Linked DNA regions of Mus musculus: region 1 is linked to region 2. A link is a contact called in public Hi-C data. All regions are on one chromosome and are shown on one strand. The core of a region is the stretch at or near the end of the contact, and the rest is flanking DNA. Distances in the headings are between cores, read along the strand shown. Region 1 overlaps Opcml (opioid binding protein/cell adhesion molecule-like). Region 2 overlaps Opcml (opioid binding protein/cell adhesion molecule-like).

Evidence for each region. A called contact is a pair of places that touch in the nucleus more often than the background predicts.
Region 1: a Hi-C map of cerebellar granule neurons shows a contact between it and region 2, with 2.4 times the contacts expected there. The contact joins two enhancer-like sites. A contact is called at or near these places in 10 of 484 Hi-C or Micro-C datasets (brain, cerebellar granule neurons, cerebellum and 3 more), 1 of 115 datasets of contacts at active chromatin or transcription factors (embryonic stem cells) and 3 of 9 other capture datasets (adipose tissue, liver and pancreatic islet).

What each region holds. Positions count from the first base shown.
Region 1 is chr9:28,488,751-28,491,719 of GRCm38.p6, reverse strand. The region is part of intron 2 of Opcml (opioid binding protein/cell adhesion molecule-like); the gene reads right to left. Among named protein-coding and RNA genes, the nearest start is that of Gm39313, 94 kb to the right of the region's middle. Within about 2 kb of position 1,694, at least 1 of the 459 cell types and tissues checked has an H3K27ac peak or open chromatin away from gene starts, as enhancers often do. A contact at or near this core is called in cerebellar granule neurons, where this site is marked.
Region 2 is chr9:28,404,362-28,407,438 of GRCm38.p6, reverse strand. It overlaps Opcml (opioid binding protein/cell adhesion molecule-like), which reads right to left. Exons shown (of 8, transcript NM_177906.5): 2 at 3,027-3,077. Among named protein-coding and RNA genes, the nearest start is that of Gm39313, 9.7 kb to the right of the region's middle. Within about 2 kb of position 1,393, at least 6 of the 459 cell types and tissues checked have an H3K27ac peak or open chromatin away from gene starts, as enhancers often do. A contact at or near this core is called in cerebellar granule neurons, where this site is marked.

The DNA.
Region 1 (2,969 bases), core at 445-2,944, 84 kb before region 2:
AATTCCTGTTTCATAGGCTAGAAAACTAATATTCAGAAGTTGAATGACTTGTGGGACTGTGTGGTTGGGTGTTGGGAGAATTTAGGAATTTAGTGTTGGCAGTTGGTTTTGTGCATTGTATATTCAGATGCTGATTTCTGTGCCCAGAAATATGGTTACAGCCAAGACACTAGTATCATTGTTATTATTGAAACATCTCCTGCATCAATGTTGTGTAAAGAATTCTCCCTAATTATTTCTGATTTGTTAATAACTGATCAGTCTGTGAGTGAGCAGAAGAGATATAAAGGCTGGACTTCTGATCCCAGCCAGGGATTCCACGTAGAGGGAGGTAGAGGAAGAACAATGAGGAAAAGAAGTTAGAGAAACCAAAGGTGGTCATGAAGCCAAAGATCCAGGAGAAGTCAGGATGAACAGGCTGCCAAGAGATTTGCCACGAGTACACAGATAGACCTGAGAAGGCCAGGGCAGACTCAGACTAATGGGAAAGGACCATGTGGTTGGGAACTAAGCACCCTTAGAGAGTTAGAATAGGTCAGAACCTGCACAGCCTAGGCTTGCAGCTGGTTCATAAACCTAATGGATGTTTATGTCAATTTGGGGGCAGCTAGAATAGGAACAGATGTGGCTTACATCCAAAACTTATAGTTACAGTCCAAGGTTCAGACTTCTAAGGATGTAGCACTATCATCTGAAGATATGTCTATTTAATTAACTCATTTGTTCTGTACAGGTTGCTGAACACCAACTTCATGCTTCTTTCCCAAGTGTCCACAGGAAACCTCTAACTGTACTAGGTTTTTTATCTTACACTAAGAATAAGCCCTGCTACCCTTAGTGGTCTTAGATGATTATTTTAGGCTTTGATGAGACACCAGAAAAAGCTGTTCCCTGCAGGAAATAAATCTAAATGTCATGGTTATTCATAACAAAAATAAACATGGAATGACATAATATGCCAACTGTAGTGAAATGACATGAGAAGACAGGTGGGAACCGAGCAGGCCAGGATGAAGGGAGATGCTATCATCCCATGCTGTGGAGATCCCCACATAAAGAGGTCATCTTGCTATGGACACTAGCATGGAGCCAGGCAGAAGTCATGCTCATGTCTCAAAGAATATAATCCTCAAGAGAGGCCAGTAATCGCAAAGCACAGCTCCATGAAGAAAGGATCAGACCGGATCAGGACCAGCAGAGAAGGCAAAGTAGTCCCAGCAGGTTAGCTAATGACTGAGCAAGGACAAGCATCCAAAAATGAGGTCATTCCCACTGAGGAGACAGAGGCTACTCTTCTTGGCCAAGTTACAGACACATCTAAGGCACAGGTTTCAGTAGTTGCCGGTTCTTTTCCATTGAGTGTGGGCCAACAATGCTCTCCTCCTTTACATTTCGATCCTGTGAAAGTCAGAAGTTTTTCTAAACATCCTCGATGGGGCTGAAGATGAGAAGACAACCTTTCTTCCCCATCTAGGAAGTTCAAACTGGAAAACGTGGTTTCCATATTAAATATTATCCTTAGTTTTCTTTGAATAAATAAACTTCTAAGATGCCATCCTTCTCACCAGGCAGAGTTTAACTTGCTTGGAGGGTACCTACCCCTCCATCAGCATTTGTGTCTCATGTGAGGAAATGCTCTCCTACTCTTAGTTGTTACAGACGCTGGCCCCTGCTCAGCCCTTGGTACCAAGCAGGTGCCACTCAGCATGCTTCTCAACCATGCTGAGACATTAGATCAATCCCTCTCTGCCCATTAAAGGGCTCATAAACGGTTGCAGTGTCGAATTAGTGCTAGAAGATTTCTCTAACTTGAAACATGTTAAAATGCACAGTTGGGTAAGAAGAATCAATTAAGGCCAGACAGGGTGTTGGAAGTTAAACCATTTGTTTACCTTACAATTCTGCATGGTGAAAAATAAGTGTGTGTGTGTGTGTGTGTGTGTGTGTGTGTGTGTGTGTGTGTGTGTGCATGCTCACTTATATTTTGGTTCAGATTTAAATGTAGCCATGTGTACAGTTTGTGTAATTCAATCCATGATTGGAAAGGAAACTACCCAGAGTGAGAGGTTATTGTTTAAAGTCAGGAAAGGGTTGGATATGTAACTTTGTAATTGGTAATTAAGCTTATTGCAGTGTTCTTACCTCCTAAACCTCTGTCAACTGAGCTTACATTTAGATGGAAAGCTAGCCGTTACTCAGCAAATAATTATGCATCCCAGTAGCATAACCCAGATAAAAACAGCAATTCTGGCTCGCTGCTTCTCCTCCCAATCATAGACAACTGACATGTCCCATACATCTTTTCATGCCCTTTCTAAACAAAAGTCCCTCAGTGATCCAGAAGGCAATGCAGAGCAGAAGTTATGAATATGGAAGCTATAGTCAGTTCCTTGGGGCCTGTAACTAGAATTCAGAGATGTCTGACCACTTTAATAGGGAGGAAAATTACATTTTGGTATCCACTAACGTCTAATTGAAATGTAGTGCACCCCTTATTTATAACTGCAGAGCCCCGATTCCAAGGGGTGGCTGGTAACTCTGACCTTCTTCCTCGAAGAAAGCATAGCAGAATCCAGTCTGTACTTGTTGTCCCTATCTGGAAATATACTGCTTCACACTTATTAATTGTTAGGCTCACTGTCAGATTTAATTTAACACATAAATCACAAAGCATATCTCATTTAAAACTATTTTCACAATTTTATTTCAACATGATTAATTTTCTTTGCCCTTCTATCTACATGTCAAGGACTGAGGAACTGAAAGAAGACAAAATACCTCAGGTTTGCAGGGACCTGGTACTGCCATCCGAAGAGGCTCTGCTGGAGGGTCCAGTGGAGGTAGGACAAGGAACCTCAGTAGGTCTTTACCCTGCCTTGCTTTCCACAATGCCTGAAATTCAAGGCAGGCATCACTTCTAGAGAATTTCTTCCCTGCATCTAATTAACAGCACATGGGAAATTAATTCA
Region 2 (3,077 bases), core at 144-2,643:
GTATAATTCAACTATAAAGAATAGCACCTCCATTTTCCATATCATCTCTCTTCGAAAAGGCAAAATAACTCAGTATTAAAATAATTATTTTTACTTTCCAAGCAGCCCTATGAATAGTTACAGGGATGATAATATGGCCTCATTTATATAAAATGAGTTTTTATCTATACTGAAAACTTCAGTCTTCTGTAGCATGCTGTAGCACGTCACTTCCTAAGGTCTCTCAGCACAATCAAGGGCCTGTCAAAACAAAACTGATCTCCCACAGGAAGCAATTGTCCTCTCTGAGCTGGGGAAATTTTCACAGGGAATTGAGTGTGTACACAAGCTTAGGATATCTTGGCTTTACCTTCTGGTCTCTGCTCCTTGCCTGACTTTGTTCAGGATTTAGGAACTAAGAGGTCATGTGACCTGGAACAGACACCTTCAAGGGGGTTTACTAATTCTGATAGGTGTATCATTTAACTCGTTGATACATTCGGAACACTAACTTCCCAAGAAATAAACCCCTAATGAACTCTTTCAAGGAGTCATAAAAGTCATTTTACATAGAGCTATAAGGCTATAGGAAAATCTATAAGGCTATAGCACTACTCTTATCTAGCATGCATAAGGCCTTGAGTTTGATCCCCAGTATTGCAAAAAATGAAGAGGTAAAATGAATTGTAAGTTTTAGAAAACAAAAATACTACCAAAAACCATATGATAGATTTCCCTGAGGCCAAGACTGTGGGTTTCCCCTTACTGAGAACATGGCCTCTCAGTGAAACAACTGAGTACCTCGTCTTACTGATAAGAAAGGAACACAGCTCATAGAACAGATTAGTAGACAAGGAAAAAGAGAGAGGTTGAAAGCTGAGCTGCAGAAATCTGCATGGACTGTTTATGTTCTTTCAAGAAATGTTGAGGTAGTAGCAAGCTATTTTAGCATAGAGAATAGTAAGAATTAATGATGGTGGGAAGAAGTGAAGGAGACCATAGGTAACAAGAAAAGAGTGTCCGGTGGAGGCACCTTGTAAGATTAGAGCAATGGAAGAGAAGATTACACGAGGTAAAATCTGTAGAGGAGATCCAGAGAGTAATAGGTGGGCACAGGGATAGGTTTGTCTATAGCAGGGGAAAGGGGCAGAAGAGAGAAGAGAGACAAAATCAACATGGCTTGTGCTGACTTTTAAAAGTCAGCTACCACAACGGTCAGGTAAGCAGCAGCAGTCATAGTTGAACATACACATTGTTGTTTCCACAAAGCATGAAAAGCAACCATTCAGCTTTTCCTTTTTTATTCCCCTTTCCCATTACCAAGCCCAGCTGTTAAACATTAGAATTGAAGATCATGAAAACAGGCCAGTAGCTAATAAGAGAGAGAGAGAGAGAGAGAGAGAGAGAGAGAGAGAGATTGAAGCTTGAAGCTCGCCCTCTGCTGGTAGAACTGTCTTACTGCACCCAGAAGGCAGAAGCTCAAGTTTCTAAGTTTTTTATTTAATTTTCAGGGACAGGAAGGAGGAGGACAGCAGAATTTGTAAATTTATTAGTGATATCCCCCTTGTTTATGAAACAATTCATTGCCTCTAACAAAAGACTGAAAGAACAAGAGGTATTTGGCAGTGTTGAAACTCTTTTGCCACTACTACTACTATCCACATTTCCTGGGTTCACATACACTGCGGTTAGATGCTTTTGGCACCTTTGAACCACCAGTCCCCTGCAAAAGTGAAGTCCCACAAATCATACCTCAAAGAGCAGACCTGGAACTTTCCTTGAAGCAACACAATAAGGATAAGGCACTCTCATCCACTACAAGCTAAGGGGTGCTCAAAAGATGAGAAGCACTTGTAACTCATGCTGTCTTTAGGACCATGCAGGTCAAGAAGACAGGACTTTGGGATCTTTCACTAGCTGAAAAGATGATTTACCTACGAACCTCCCAAGGCAGAAGGGATCCAAATTTAACCCTAGGGTTCATGTGAAAAGATTTCTTCCTCTGGGAGATATCTGTGTGTGTTGGAAGGACTCCACAAGGAAAAGCACAGAGAACAGGAAGAAGGAAATCCCACCCTCAATATCTCCTTGTAGAAGCCAGGCATTCTGGCTGCAGAATCTGGGTCAGAATATTTTATTTTCACTATAACCATCAAAGTCATAGGCAGGGCAAACACATTCACCCTGTGTACACTGAGACATACTTAAGCTGGGATGTCCCTGAATCTGTCTCCTAGGACCAGAACTGCCTCATTAAAGGGATAAAAGATGATATCTGCTGAGCTCGTGGAAAGTGGTGGCTGCATTTTTATTAAAGTCTCTGCTGCAGCAGGCCCAGTCCCCAAAGGTTCATATTCCAAGCATCTCCACCCCTCTGCCTGGAGCATGGAAGTGATTCTCTGTAACTCATTAAGCTAAAACAAAAAGCTTCCCTATTGTGCTTCTCACACAGGAATGATGTCGGTGCATAAAAGCTACATGCTTGCTCTTCTTGGTCCCAGCCCATAAAAACACAAAGGCCTCATAATTTGCATCAGGGCCCAAGTGCACCGCACAGGGTTAGACTGAGGGGCTGTGTCTTCCTAAGACTCATAAAAAGTCGTGCCCTGGCACAGGAAATCTAAAGCCTTCAATTGTGAAATAGCCCCAACACACGCTGCCATCACAGATGGTTAGCTGAGGGCGATCCTGTGTCATCACATCCTCCTGGCCTGGAAGAAAAATCCAAGGGTATTTAGTTAACTACGCAGTGTCTCGTCCGGGTGTGAAACTTGCCATCCCATTGCTCCATGAATATATGACATCCCAAGTGTAGACTTTAACATTGCCTGTAAGACTGCAGACCAAAAGAGCACCAAATGACAAGGACGTCCAAGAAAGCTGGTATCAGCAAGCACACGACGCAACTGGCCAATTCTTGGGCCCGCAAAAGGCCCTTTGCATGCTTAAATGCCCCTCATTCTAGCTTCCTTTTCTCTCTCCCTCACCCCCTCCCCTTGAAGCCATGTGCAATGGGTTCTGTCCCCAGATGAAGGAAGGCTCCCTACCTGAGGGTGGCGCTCTCCCCCTGCCGGACCGTCACGTTGTCCATAGCTTTG